4 separate regions of the Mus musculus genome follow, and all the other regions are linked to region 1. The links are chromatin contacts, called in public Hi-C and HiChIP or PLAC-seq maps. All regions are on one chromosome and are shown on one strand. The core of a region is the stretch at or near the end of the contact, and the rest is flanking DNA. Distances in the headings are between cores, read along the strand shown.

The links. A called contact is a pair of places that touch in the nucleus more often than the background predicts. HiChIP or PLAC-seq counts read pairs in DNA pulled down with a chosen protein or histone mark.
Region 2: an H3K27ac HiChIP or PLAC-seq map of double positive thymocytes shows a contact between it and region 1, with 3 times the contacts expected there. The contact joins the enhancer-like site here to the promoter of Zbp1 in region 1. A contact is called at or near these places in 13 of 39 promoter capture datasets (the HPC-7 cell line, HPC-7-derived erythroid cells, the SN4741 cell line and 8 more), 3 of 15 datasets of contacts at CTCF or cohesin (CD8 T cells, large pre-B cells and pro-B cells), 23 of 484 Hi-C or Micro-C datasets (3T3-L1-derived adipocytes, B cells, the Patski cell line and 16 more), 11 of 115 datasets of contacts at active chromatin or transcription factors (CD8 T cells, the SCID.adh cell line, astrocytes and 8 more) and 5 of 9 other capture datasets (adipose tissue, embryonic stem cells, liver and 2 more).
Region 3: a contact with region 1 is called in a Hi-C map of Th1 cells, with 3 times the contacts expected there. The contact joins the enhancer-like site here to the promoter of Zbp1 in region 1. A contact is called at or near these places in 7 of 39 promoter capture datasets (the 3T3-L1 cell line, embryonic stem cells, hippocampal neurons and 3 more), 2 of 15 datasets of contacts at CTCF or cohesin (large pre-B cells and pro-B cells), 2 of 484 Hi-C or Micro-C datasets (Th1 cells and bone marrow-derived macrophages), 5 of 115 datasets of contacts at active chromatin or transcription factors (effector CD8 T cells, embryonic hindbrain, embryonic stem cells and 1 more) and 3 of 9 other capture datasets (adipose tissue, liver and macrophages).
Region 4: a Hi-C map of B cells shows a contact between it and region 1, with 4 times the contacts expected there. The contact joins the enhancer-like site here to the promoter of Zbp1 in region 1. A contact is called at or near these places in 24 of 39 promoter capture datasets (the 3T3-L1 cell line, 3T3-L1-derived adipocytes, the HPC-7 cell line and 15 more), 5 of 15 datasets of contacts at CTCF or cohesin (CD8 T cells, the NIH/3T3 cell line, embryonic stem cells and 2 more), 105 of 484 Hi-C or Micro-C datasets (the 63-12 cell line, B cells, the C2C12 cell line and 57 more), 33 of 115 datasets of contacts at active chromatin or transcription factors (CD4 T cells, CD4 single positive thymocytes, CD8 T cells and 23 more) and 3 of 9 other capture datasets (adipose tissue, liver and macrophages).

The regions. Positions count from the first base shown.
Region 1 is chr2:173,217,514-173,220,213 of GRCm38.p6, forward strand. It overlaps Zbp1 (Z-DNA binding protein 1), which reads right to left and starts at 1,409. Exons shown (of 8, transcript NM_021394.2): 1 at 1,229-1,409. The coding sequence starts at 1,262.
Region 2 is chr2:173,435,542-173,438,241 of GRCm38.p6, forward strand. No RefSeq gene overlaps it. Among named protein-coding and RNA genes, the nearest start is that of Gm14642, 42 kb to the left of the region's middle. Within about 2 kb of position 1,255, at least 68 of the 459 cell types and tissues checked have an H3K27ac peak or open chromatin away from gene starts, as enhancers often do. A contact at or near this core is called in CD8 T cells, the SCID.adh cell line, double positive thymocytes and 5 more, where this site is marked.
Region 3 is chr2:173,384,518-173,387,217 of GRCm38.p6, forward strand. No RefSeq gene overlaps it. Among named protein-coding and RNA genes, the nearest start is that of Gm29859, 8.0 kb to the left of the region's middle. Within about 2 kb of position 1,399, at least 72 of the 459 cell types and tissues checked have an H3K27ac peak or open chromatin away from gene starts, as enhancers often do. A contact at or near this core is called in Th1 cells, adipose tissue, memory CD8 T cells and 1 more, where this site is marked.
Region 4 is chr2:173,463,820-173,466,519 of GRCm38.p6, forward strand. No RefSeq gene overlaps it. Among named protein-coding and RNA genes, the nearest start is that of 1700021F07Rik, 57 kb to the right of the region's middle. Within about 2 kb of position 1,417, at least 19 of the 459 cell types and tissues checked have an H3K27ac peak or open chromatin away from gene starts, as enhancers often do. A contact at or near this core is called in the 63-12 cell line, B cells, the SCID.adh cell line and 1 more, where this site is marked.

The DNA of each region.
Region 1 (2,700 bases), core at 159-2,658:
GGCTTCCTCCCAGAGCCCTCCACCCCTGCTAGCTACCCAGCCTCCTCCTCCGTGTCTAACCCTGAGGATCCCCAAGTTCCACCTCATGTCCCTTCCAGCACGTCTGTCTGCTTATCCATGAGTCTGCCTCTACCTTTCTTTCTTTCCTCTTGTGACAAAGTCTAGCTCAGGCTAGCCTGGAACTCATAGCAATCCTCCTGCTTCAGCCACAGCCCCACCCCAGGGTGGGGCTGGGGGTGGGGGTGGAGGAGGAGGAGGGTGTTGGGGGAAGGATTATAGCACTGAGCATCTATTCCTGACTTGGCTTTGCCTTGCCTTGTAAAACCTTTGCTGGGGAGTGTGCCCTGTAGTGGCCTCTCCTTCATTCCTTTCTCCCACTGGCCCCTAGGGACACACAAGGCAGGCCAAGCCTTCTCCAAAGGGTGAACTTGAAGGACTGGTTGCAGGGTCTGAAAGTGGGACTTTGGAAAGCAGAAGGCTGCAGGTGACAGGCTGGAAAGGTTAGCAGTGAAAGGAAACCATGGGAACCAGGTGACCTTAGTTCTGGTCTTTGCTTGGCTCCTCCCTGATAGCTTTTGAGCAACCACTTCTAGTATGTTGAAATAAGAAATGATTTTCAGCTGGGCGTGGTGGCGCACGCCTTTAATCCCAGCTCTTGGAAGGCAGAGGCAGGCGGATTTCTGAGTTCGAGGCCAGTCTAGTCTACAGAGTGAGTTCCAAGACAGCCAGGGCTACACAGAAAAACCCTGTCTCGAAAAAACCAAACCAAACAAAAGCAAACAAACAAAAAACAAAAATGAAGTGCTTTTCAAAAGATGAAGAAGAAAAGCAGTGAACTAAATCCTGCCCACAGCATGGCAGCCTCACACAGCCCTGCACCCCGCAGCCTCCCATAGCCCAGAAGCCCCTAGACAGGGTATGTAGTCTCAGCAAGGGTTCAAATAGGGCAGGAGAAGAGCTTGAATGTAAAATCAAAGTCACATCTCCTTATCAAAGCAAAGTCCTCTCTTGAAATGACAGTTCGGAGCCCGAGGGCTGTCACAGGCCTTGGTGACCTCATCAATGAGGTAAGGTGACATGAAGGATCTGGGGCACAGGATCCTTGAAGCAAGCTGACTTCCCTGTGGTGACCTCAGAATCCTGTTGCTGTCTGGGCCAAGGAAAGAGCTAGGAGCCTTAGAAACATCAGCTGGGACCCACGCGAGGTGAAGGAAGAGGTTTAGCTTACCTCCTGTGCTCAAGTCAACAGGAGCTTCTGCCATGCTCACAGCAGCCTTGGGGCTCCTTTAGGGCAGGGGGTGGCAGTTTCTGGCACTGTGGTCAGGCCTGGGGCTCTGAATCCACAGGCAAGAATGGCTGCTTGGACCTGCAGGCACCAGCTGTTACCATCCCGGAAACAAATACCCATCTGGCTCCATCCCCTCCCCGCCCTCCAGCTTTTCAAAGAAAGAGAAAATGAAACTTTGGTGTGGTTCTCGGAAAGAAAGGGTGTCGAAATCGAAATTGAAATCGGGGTGGGTGAGCAAGCTGGAGTTGGATGACTGTGTGACAGAGAAGAGAGGAGTCTTGGCCTCTGGGGTGGAGACTGGTCTCCCACCGGGAGAGCTCTATCTGAAGAGAACTCTGTGAAAGCCCTGTGAGGAGGAAGATAGATCTAGGAAAAGGCACCTACTGTGCCTCCCCCACATGCCCACAGGCAGGTGTAGTACCATCTACTCACATACCTTCTAGAAAAAGAGCCCCTTTTCTCACTTTCATAAATTCTCAGTGACCCGTGAACAGCTCAGACACTTCTCTGTTCCATATTACGTAAGAGGGGATCGGGGCTCACAGAGATGGCCTTGTGTCCACCACTCAGCTCACAATAATCCCAGAATCTGGGTCCCGGCTACAGGGTGGAGGTGGGGTGAGTGCAGAGGCCATGATCTTGGGACCTCTGTACCTGTCTGGTGTGCAGGTCACTGGTGCACAGGGCAAGACAGCAGCAGTCGTTGGAGACTAGAAGGAGGTGATGTGCCTGGAGGATGTCTGCCAAGCAAGCAGGAGGTGGCAGGTCCCCAGTCAGCTTCACCTTACAGAACCTGAAAGGGTCACCAAGGGACCAAGACCAGGCCAGGTCTACACAGCTTAGGATGGGCCTGTGCATGGGAAAATATTAACATTTCCAAGTGATTTTTTTATGACTTCCAGGGAGGAAAAACAGTGCCTGCAGAGCCAGCCAAGGAAAACAGAAACCGCACTGCCTGTTGCCACCCAAAATAAATAAAGTCGCTTTTAAATGAACTCTCAGCTGGCCCCATTGAGGGACACTGCCCAGGTTCCCTAGAGGCGCCATTTGAAAACTGACCACTAGGTGGCGCATGCTCACCAACCGCCTCTTGCCCAGGGGGTCTTGCTTGGTCCCTAACCAAGGTGGCTCCAGACTTAGCAGGGCTTCAGGACATGCCCTCCTCACTCCTTTCTTCAGCATTTTCCTCTTCCCTTCCCTTCCCTTCCCTTCCCTTCCCTTCCCTTCCCTTCCCTTCCCTTCCCTTCCCTTCCCTTCCTTACATTAGCTGACCTGCCTGGAAGGAGTCAGAGCCTCCTAGGTCAGTGACTCTCAACCATCCTAACTCTGCACGTCGTTGTGATCCCCACCATAGAAATGATTTTCATCAACACTTTGTAACCATAATTTTGCTATTGTTATGAAACATAATG
Region 2 (2,700 bases), core at 5-2,504, 220 kb after region 1:
GCAGGCCATGGGTTCGAATGTTTCTCTGGTAGCCATGGCCTGGAGCTGAGGCTGCAGCTCAGCAGATGTTTCAGACAGCTGCAGTTGCTTCTAACACACCAGAGGCCCCCAGCCAGGAGGACCGGTGGAGAATGGATCTGCCTCTGCCATTGATCAGTACCTGAATAATACATCAAGGGCCTCTGACTTTAGCACAAAAGCCTGGCAGGTCGGTCTCTGCAACCAAACTCCCTTGGGACCAGCCATGCCAGTGGCTATACCACTGGGCAGATTCTCAAATCAAGAGATGAATGGCAATTATATCTTCAGCCCCTGTGCCCTGTGCCCTGGGGTTAGGCCCTCACCCCTACCAATGGCTGTCTCCTGGGAAGACAAGCTGCCCCTGCCCCTTGAGGTCAGTCACTAACAGCGCCATGATCTCTCTCACTTCGCCTTTTCCAGAGCATCGTGCTGTTAGAATCATGCACAGAGCTTTTCCAGGCTGGGCTTCTCAACTTTTTTTTTTCTTTTTTTAAACATACATAAGTTTTTTTTAAAGGGGGAAACTTTGTGTCACCCTCACAGGTGGGATCTCAGATTTCCCTGCTAAAACTACGAGGAAGTCACATGGATATCAGCAAGAATGGAGAATTCTCGATTCAGCAAAAGTCATGACAAAACTAGCAAAGATGCCCAAATTGACTTTTCTCAGGCTTCTGGAAATCCAGCACAGATCTGCAAAATTCCAGGGAGAGAGTGACTGTGGAGCGCCTGGCAGCATTTTAACCGGATGCATTTCCATAGCTTTCTCATCACCCAGCCTAGAGTCAGCAGCCGGGCCTCTCCCTGAGGGGACAGTGCCTCATCACCAGGAAACTGTAGTTACTCTGTCCTGGAGTGACTCTACTTGCAAGGTTGCCTTCATTTGACCTAATGTGGAAGATTTTGTTTTGTTTTTTTGTTTTGTTTTGTTTTGTTTTGAAACGGTAAGACGTTACGGATTCACCCGCTGGATTCCGGTGAACCACATTTTGAACAAACTATGAGCTAACCAAAAAGCCTAGGAGAAAGCCCAGGAAGAGAAGCTCCATGAAGCAGGCGGAGAGCAGGGGAAGACAGCAGCCACCAAACTGTTCATGGAGACACTTCAAATTCCAGCAGGTTCCTCATGGCTGTGTGCTGACAGAGGGTGCATGCTCAGAAGAGACCCAAGAAGGCCCTGGGCTCTCACTTCTTCCTCTCCACAAAAATGTAAACAGCAGGAAGTGACAACTGAGAGAGAGCCAACCACTTCCTGGTAAAGTACTAAAGGTGCATTTAACATAGACAGACACCCTGTCTCTGGAGGGGAGGGGTAATTCCAGGCATTTCAGCTCACTGCCCCATCATCGACTTGTAAGCAGCAGTATTGCAGGATCCAATGAGAAAAGCATACTACAAGATGTCAATAGACTCGAGGGTAAGAAAAGCTGGGGTGGGGGTTCCCTCACCACACAAGAAAACTCCTGGAGGCTGGAGAAATGGCTCAGTACAGAGAGCTTGCTGCGCTTGCAGAGAATCTGGGTTTAGTCCCTAACATCTGCATGGTGGCTCCCAACCCCTGGAACAGAGTTCCCGGATGCCTGATACTGTCTGGCCCCCACAGGTTCCTGTGCACCCTTGGTGTACATAAGCAAATGCAGGCTCACATGCATGCACATAAAAAATAATCACAGATAAGTATTAAGAAAAAAAAGATAACACCTGGCAAAATTGGCATGTTTTCATGATAATAGTACGGAGCAAACAGGAGTGGAACCAGTTGCATGATCCTCTCTGTAGACGCAGCAAGCTCCCCGTAGCATCCACACGCTCTCTCGGTAAGACCACTCAGCAAGCTACAGCTAGAGTAGAACCTGCCCACATGGGTCAGAGGTACCTGTGAAATTCTCTCAGCTGAAATCCTACTTAATGACAGGAGACAGTTGGTTCTCCTCTCCCAGCAGGTACAAAGCAGAAGTGTCTAGTCGCTTTTCCTATTGTACTGGACATTCAAAGCCCGAAGCTGGGTCACTCACTGAGTACCAGGGCTGTTCTCCAGAGACTATCACTTGGAATCAATCACAGAACAATCTGAGCCAGGGACTGCGCATCCTTAATTCTACAGCCCGAGACAGTGGGGGACTCACCAAGAGCACCTGTGGGGCCTGGAGAGATGAGCGCAAGTCACTCTTGTAGAGGGAGGACCTGGGTTCAATTCTCAGCACCCACGTGTCAGCTTATAACTCCCTGCAACTCCAGTTCTTGGGGATCTAACACCCTCTTCTGGCCTCTGTGAGCACCAGACATACACATGGGACATTTACATATGTGCAGGCAACCGCTGATATGCATAACTAATTCATAAATCTTTTATTAAAAGGAGTCCCTGCTGGTCAGAGACCTACAGGCAGAGGCAGACTGGTGACCCTTTCTCTGTGCCTAAGCCTAGTGCTGGATGCTCCTACCAGTGATGTCACTGGATGCTCACATCAGTGATGTCACTGGATGCTCCTATCAGTGATGTCACTGGATGCTCCTATCAGTGATGTCACTGGATGCTCCTGTCAGTGATGTCACTGGATGCTCCTGCCAGTGATGTCACTGGATGCTCCTATCAGTGATGTCACTGGATGCTCCTATCAGTGATGTCACTGGATGCTCCTACCAGTGATGTCACTGGATGCTCCTGTCAGTGATGTC
Region 3 (2,700 bases), core at 149-2,648, 170 kb after region 1:
CAAGGGAGGCTCCTTTCTCTGTGATAACTCCAGCTTGTGTCAAGTTGACACACAAAACTAGCCAATACACTCTTTTAATAGACATCTTATCTCTAACAATTTGTCACCTCCTTTGTCACCCTTCAACCCTACACTCTGGATCTTTCACCCTGGTAGCAATATTCCTTCAGCCCATCCCAACCGACCCACAGCTGAGGTCTGACCGCTAAGGCCCTGATGGTCTTCTGCCTAAAGTACATTTGACTCTGTGGTAACAATCACACCTAGGACTCCCCTTACATCTGGAGGGGTCCCAACTTTAGTTGAGTCTTCCCTACCCTACCAGCTGGTGGGATGAGAGGGTGGGAGATGGCGGATGTTTCTGGTGCTGCTGCTGGGGTCCAGTCACCTTTGCTTACTAGGGAAGGTGCATTGGCTGTGCCTGGGGCAGAACTGCTGACTTCAAGACAAAGCCTGCAGGCATATGGGGTGACCTGGCCCTCTTGCTGGCTGGGATGCTTTTTGTGACAAAAGTTGCTCATGAGCACCTAGGAACATAATGAGACGAGGCGGTGGAAAACAGGTCGGGCTGCTGGGAGAGGTCACCCTTGACCTGCTCTGTCAGTCTGCAAGAATGTTCCCTCTCCCTGAGTTTTCAGTGACTCCCTGGCAGGAGGCTGCAGAGGGGCACCCAAGGGAGGGTAGTTCATTTTTATGGTTCTCCACACTTGGGCGACCTTGCTCTGACCTCTTTATTTTCCAGCTGTTTTAAAGATGTGTTTTTATGAGGCCCTCCCCAGAGTCCCAGCTACCACCATGAGCTCAGATTCCAGAGTCACCAGAAAATAAACTCTGGGAATTTGGTTCATATTAGAACCATCACTGTCCCCGTGACCTCATCGGACACCTGTTCTAGGCCTCAGCCACGGTCTTTCCTGTGACTCATCTCCTGTAGTTGCTCACTGGAAGTATTGAGGCTAAAGGAGGCTTGGTGCCACCATCCTCTGTGAATGTCAGCCTTCATTGCCACTGGGGGAGTTTGGGAAATAAGAAAGTCGTGAGTTTAAAAAGACAGGGAAGAGAAAACATAATCCACAGAGCATGGACTGGCACAGAGAAGAGGCAAAAAATGGCTTGTGTGTTGATTTGGCGCAAGATGCGAATTTTTATAGTTCCCTGGCCATGAGAAGTTCCTGCTATTCTTTCCCACAGGCCTGGACTTACCCCTTGCCCAAATTCCCCATCGCATTGGTGTAGGACATGTTTATCTAATGTGAGATTCGGGGCTGCCCCCTTTTCTGGTCCTGGGCTCATTCGTGTAACAGACAAGGTTCCAGTTCTTAGTGTTCTGTGAGGCACCAGTGAGCAGCTTGGGGAGAGGCCCTACAGCTTCCTGCTTTTCTCATGCTGATGAATTCTGAGGCACTTGGTTCTAAAACGGATGACAACTGTTTCTTACAGAGGTGACTGCAGGGTAAGGGGTGAGAGCAGGCCGAGCCTGGCTCTCTTCCACCGGCTTGTGAAGTGACTCATGAGGTTGCTCTCGGGGCAAAGCTGGGCTCCACCTTGAGCTCAATTCAGAGCTGGAGGCCCCTCGTGAAAACAGGTGCCTGCTGCAGACAGCAAGCCTGGAGCTCAGCGTCTCTCTGTGCTGGCAACCTGGGGTCCAGAGCAACCCATCTACCTCCAAGGCGCCACATCTCCCTGTTGCTCTCTAGATTTGGACCCTTTCAATACTCAGAACTGTTAGACGACAGCCTGGAAGGTAAAGGCCTGAGTGCGCAGGTGCTGTGATATCTCTGATGAAGTCCCAGCTTCCATTGAGGAACAGGGTAGGAGGGATGGAGGAACACAGAGGGCGAACCTGGTCAGTTCCTCAAGGTAAACCCAAGAGGATTGGTTAGTCCTTGCGTTAGTCAATGTTCTGTTGCTGTGAGGAGACACCATGGCCAAGGCAACTACTGTAAGAGAAAGCATTTAACTGGGGGCCAGCTGGCTTACTGTTTCAGAGGTTTAGTCCATTATCATTAAGGGGAAGCATGATGAGAGGCAGGCAGGCAGGCACTGGACCAGTAACTGAGAGTTACATCCTGATCTGCAGGGGGTAAGAGGAGTGGGGAGACAGACAGACAGACAGACAGACAGACAGACAGACAGACAGGGACTGGTATGGGCTTTGGAAACCTCAAAGCCGACTCCTCAGTGATGCACTTCCTCCAACAAGGCCACACCTCCGTGTCCTCCTAATCCTTTGAAACAGTTCTACTCCCTAAACATTCGAAGTCTGAGCCTATGGGAGCCATTACTTATGCAGACCACCACAGGCTTCATCTTCCCTGTTCATAAGAATCCAGTAGGGAGACACTTAAACTGTAGCTTCAGTGTCCTGTCCTGCCAAGAGGGGTTTACTCCTGCCTCAGGTTCACTCCAAGAAACACTGACATAGAAGAATAATGTAAAGCCAGGAATGGTGGTGGACACCTGTAATCTCAGTATTCCTGGGTCTGAGGCAGGGGGAATCCCAAGAGTTTGAGGCCAGCTTGTGCTACACAGTTACCCAGTGAGTGCAAAGCTGGTCTGGGCTTCAGAATTATAGAAAGCAGGACAAAAGGCTTCTGTTAAAAAAGGCAGCCCAGGGAGCATGGAGCAGCCCAGGAGCAGCCCAGGGAGCACGGAGCAGCCCAGGGAGCACAGAGCAGCCCAGGGAGCACAGAGCAGCGA
Region 4 (2,700 bases), core at 167-2,666, 250 kb after region 1:
TCTCAGCTCCTTCTCCAGCACCATGCCTGCCTGGATGCCACCATGTTCCTGCCATGATAATACTGGACTGAACCTCTGAGCCTGTAAGCCAGCCCCAAGCAAATGTTGTCCTTTATAAAAGTTGCATTGGTCATGGTGTCTGTTCATAGTAGTAAAACCCTAACTAAGACATTCGGGTTTCATTGCTATGAACAGACACCATAACCAAGGCAACTCTTATGAGGATAACATTTAATTGGGGTTGGCGTACAGGTTCAGAGGTTCAGTCCATTATCATCAAGGTGGGAACATGGCAGCATCTAGACGGCATGGTGCAGGGGGAGCTGAGGGTTCTACATGTTTATCTGAAGTCTGCTAGCAGAATACTGGCTTCCAGGCAGCTAGGAAGAGGGTCTTAAAGCCCACACTCACAGTGACACACCTACTCCAACACAGCCATACCTACTCCAACAGGGCCAAGCCTTCTAATAGTGCCAAACCTTCTAATATGACATCCAAGATGGAACATGCACCACCTGTTTAAAGGGGAAAAGACAAGGGTGACTTACTTAGTAATGTTACCTCAGTGTCCACTGGCCAGCACAGCCCTCTGGACACAACAGCCTAGTTCCCAAGCTTTGCCCAATGGACAGCGTTGTGTGCATGTCTGACATTTGTTTAACTGCCCATTATAGACAGGCATCTAGACTGATTCCCTACCTAGGTTCTTGTGAATCATGTCACAACCATGGCAGACATGTAGAGATCTCTGTGGCCCATTGGCTATTTTTATTGTCTCCTGTGTAAATAACCAGAAATGGCATAAGTGCCTTGGGTAGTCATTTATACTGATTTCCTTGCTGACAACACCTGCTTTGGCCACTTGGACTCGGGTGGCTCTGTTCCCATTCCCTCCTACTCTGAGAAAACACAAGGAAAGAACCCCTTTATCCAAAGCCAGCTTATACAGCATGGAGGGCTGCTCCCCTGACCACATGGCAGGTGCTCCCCATAAGACATGGGGGGGGGTGCTTCCCCATATCACAGAGGGGTATACCGTCCCAGGTCACATAGAGGGGTGCTTCTGAGCATGGTGCAGAGGAACATGGTCCTAAGAAGAACAGTGCTCCCAAGAAGTGCAGTGCTCCCAAGAAGTGCTCATCCAGTTATGAGTAGGACCCACCAGGAAGAAGACAGGACAGGCTCTCACCCAAGCAGGTGGCAGAGGACACCCCAGCCTGTTGCCAAGTGCTGGCTGTGGAGCGTTCTGTCTGAATCTCTGAATAACTTAATTGATGAATTTTCATCAAGCAGCATTCAGATGAAAGGGGTTTGTTGGAATGAATCAAATGTTCACCGGAGACGGTATGTACCCAGTGCCACTTGGAACAGAACCTGCCAGCCAGGCAGGAAATAGCAGGGGGCAGGTGTTGATCTGTGTTCCCATGGGACCTCACACAGACCTCCCTCAGAGCAGCTGTCACCCTGTGTGGCCTTCAGTGAGTGACAAGTTTGTTTTCACCAACATGTGACCTCAAGAAGCAGGGCCATGTCTCCCTGCTCTGGAGTTCCATTGACGTCCAATGCAGAACCTGGGGCCAGAAGGTGCTGGAGACTTGGGAGGAAAAGAGGGAAGGAGAGGAAGAGAGGAAGAAAAGAGAACAAAGACAGGAGGAAGACCAGGAGAGAGAAGGCAGTGGAGAGAAGGTGGAGGGCTGGAAGGGAAAGAGCAGGCTCGATCTGCCAACAGAGCTGGCCGTGCACACAGGTCCAGTGCTTACATGCAGCCCTCCTGTGACTGTACTTTTGTTTCACCTTTCTGAAGACAAAATTGGCCTTTCCTGAGGGATGGGTCTCTGGGCAGCAGGGCACTGGAGTGGCCAAGACTTCAGGGCTGCACACTCCGATTTCCAGGCCTAGCTCCACGTGACCCCACTCACGTGCTTTGTAAAGCACGGGTGACGTTATTCTGAGCATGGACTTGCAGAGAGACACGTGATGCTCAGATCTGGATACCTGGAGGCACCGTGAAAAAGGACACCCTCCCTTCCCCCGCCTCCGTGGTCACCGAAGACCCGGTATCCAAACCTGGAGATATCTGAGAAACCACAGTGACTCCTCCATCACATCACTTCATGTACTGCGCAGCAAACTACCTGACAGGAAGCAACTCAACGGAGGAAGAGTTCATCCTGGGTCAGTCTGAGGACGCAGCACATCATGGAAGGAAAATGCGCGAGGCAGCTGCATCCACTGTCAGGAAGCGGAGAGAGAAGAATGCTGGTGCCCAGCTCCCTCTCTCCGTCTTGTGTAGCTCCAGATCACCTGCCCGGGGGATGATGGTTCCACCAGCTCAGATGGGTCTTTGCACATCAGTGAACATAATCAAAATAGTCCCCCCAAAGGCGTGCCTACAGCGATCTGTCTACGACCTAACAATGCAGTTATATCCAGGTGATTCAAGATCGTAGCTCACCTTATCCTATCCTGTCAGGCTGATGACACTAATATCACCTCCCCCCTCACACACACACACACACACACACACACACACACACACACACACACACACACACCTACAGTCACATGGATCAGGTTGGCTCCAGTACATACATCAAGGAAGATCCAGGTGTCCTGAAGACAAGGAGAAGTATGATCCTCAGACACGATCCCTCCAGGAAGGAAGGGATCAGTGGAGTATGACACAGGGGCATGCCCAGC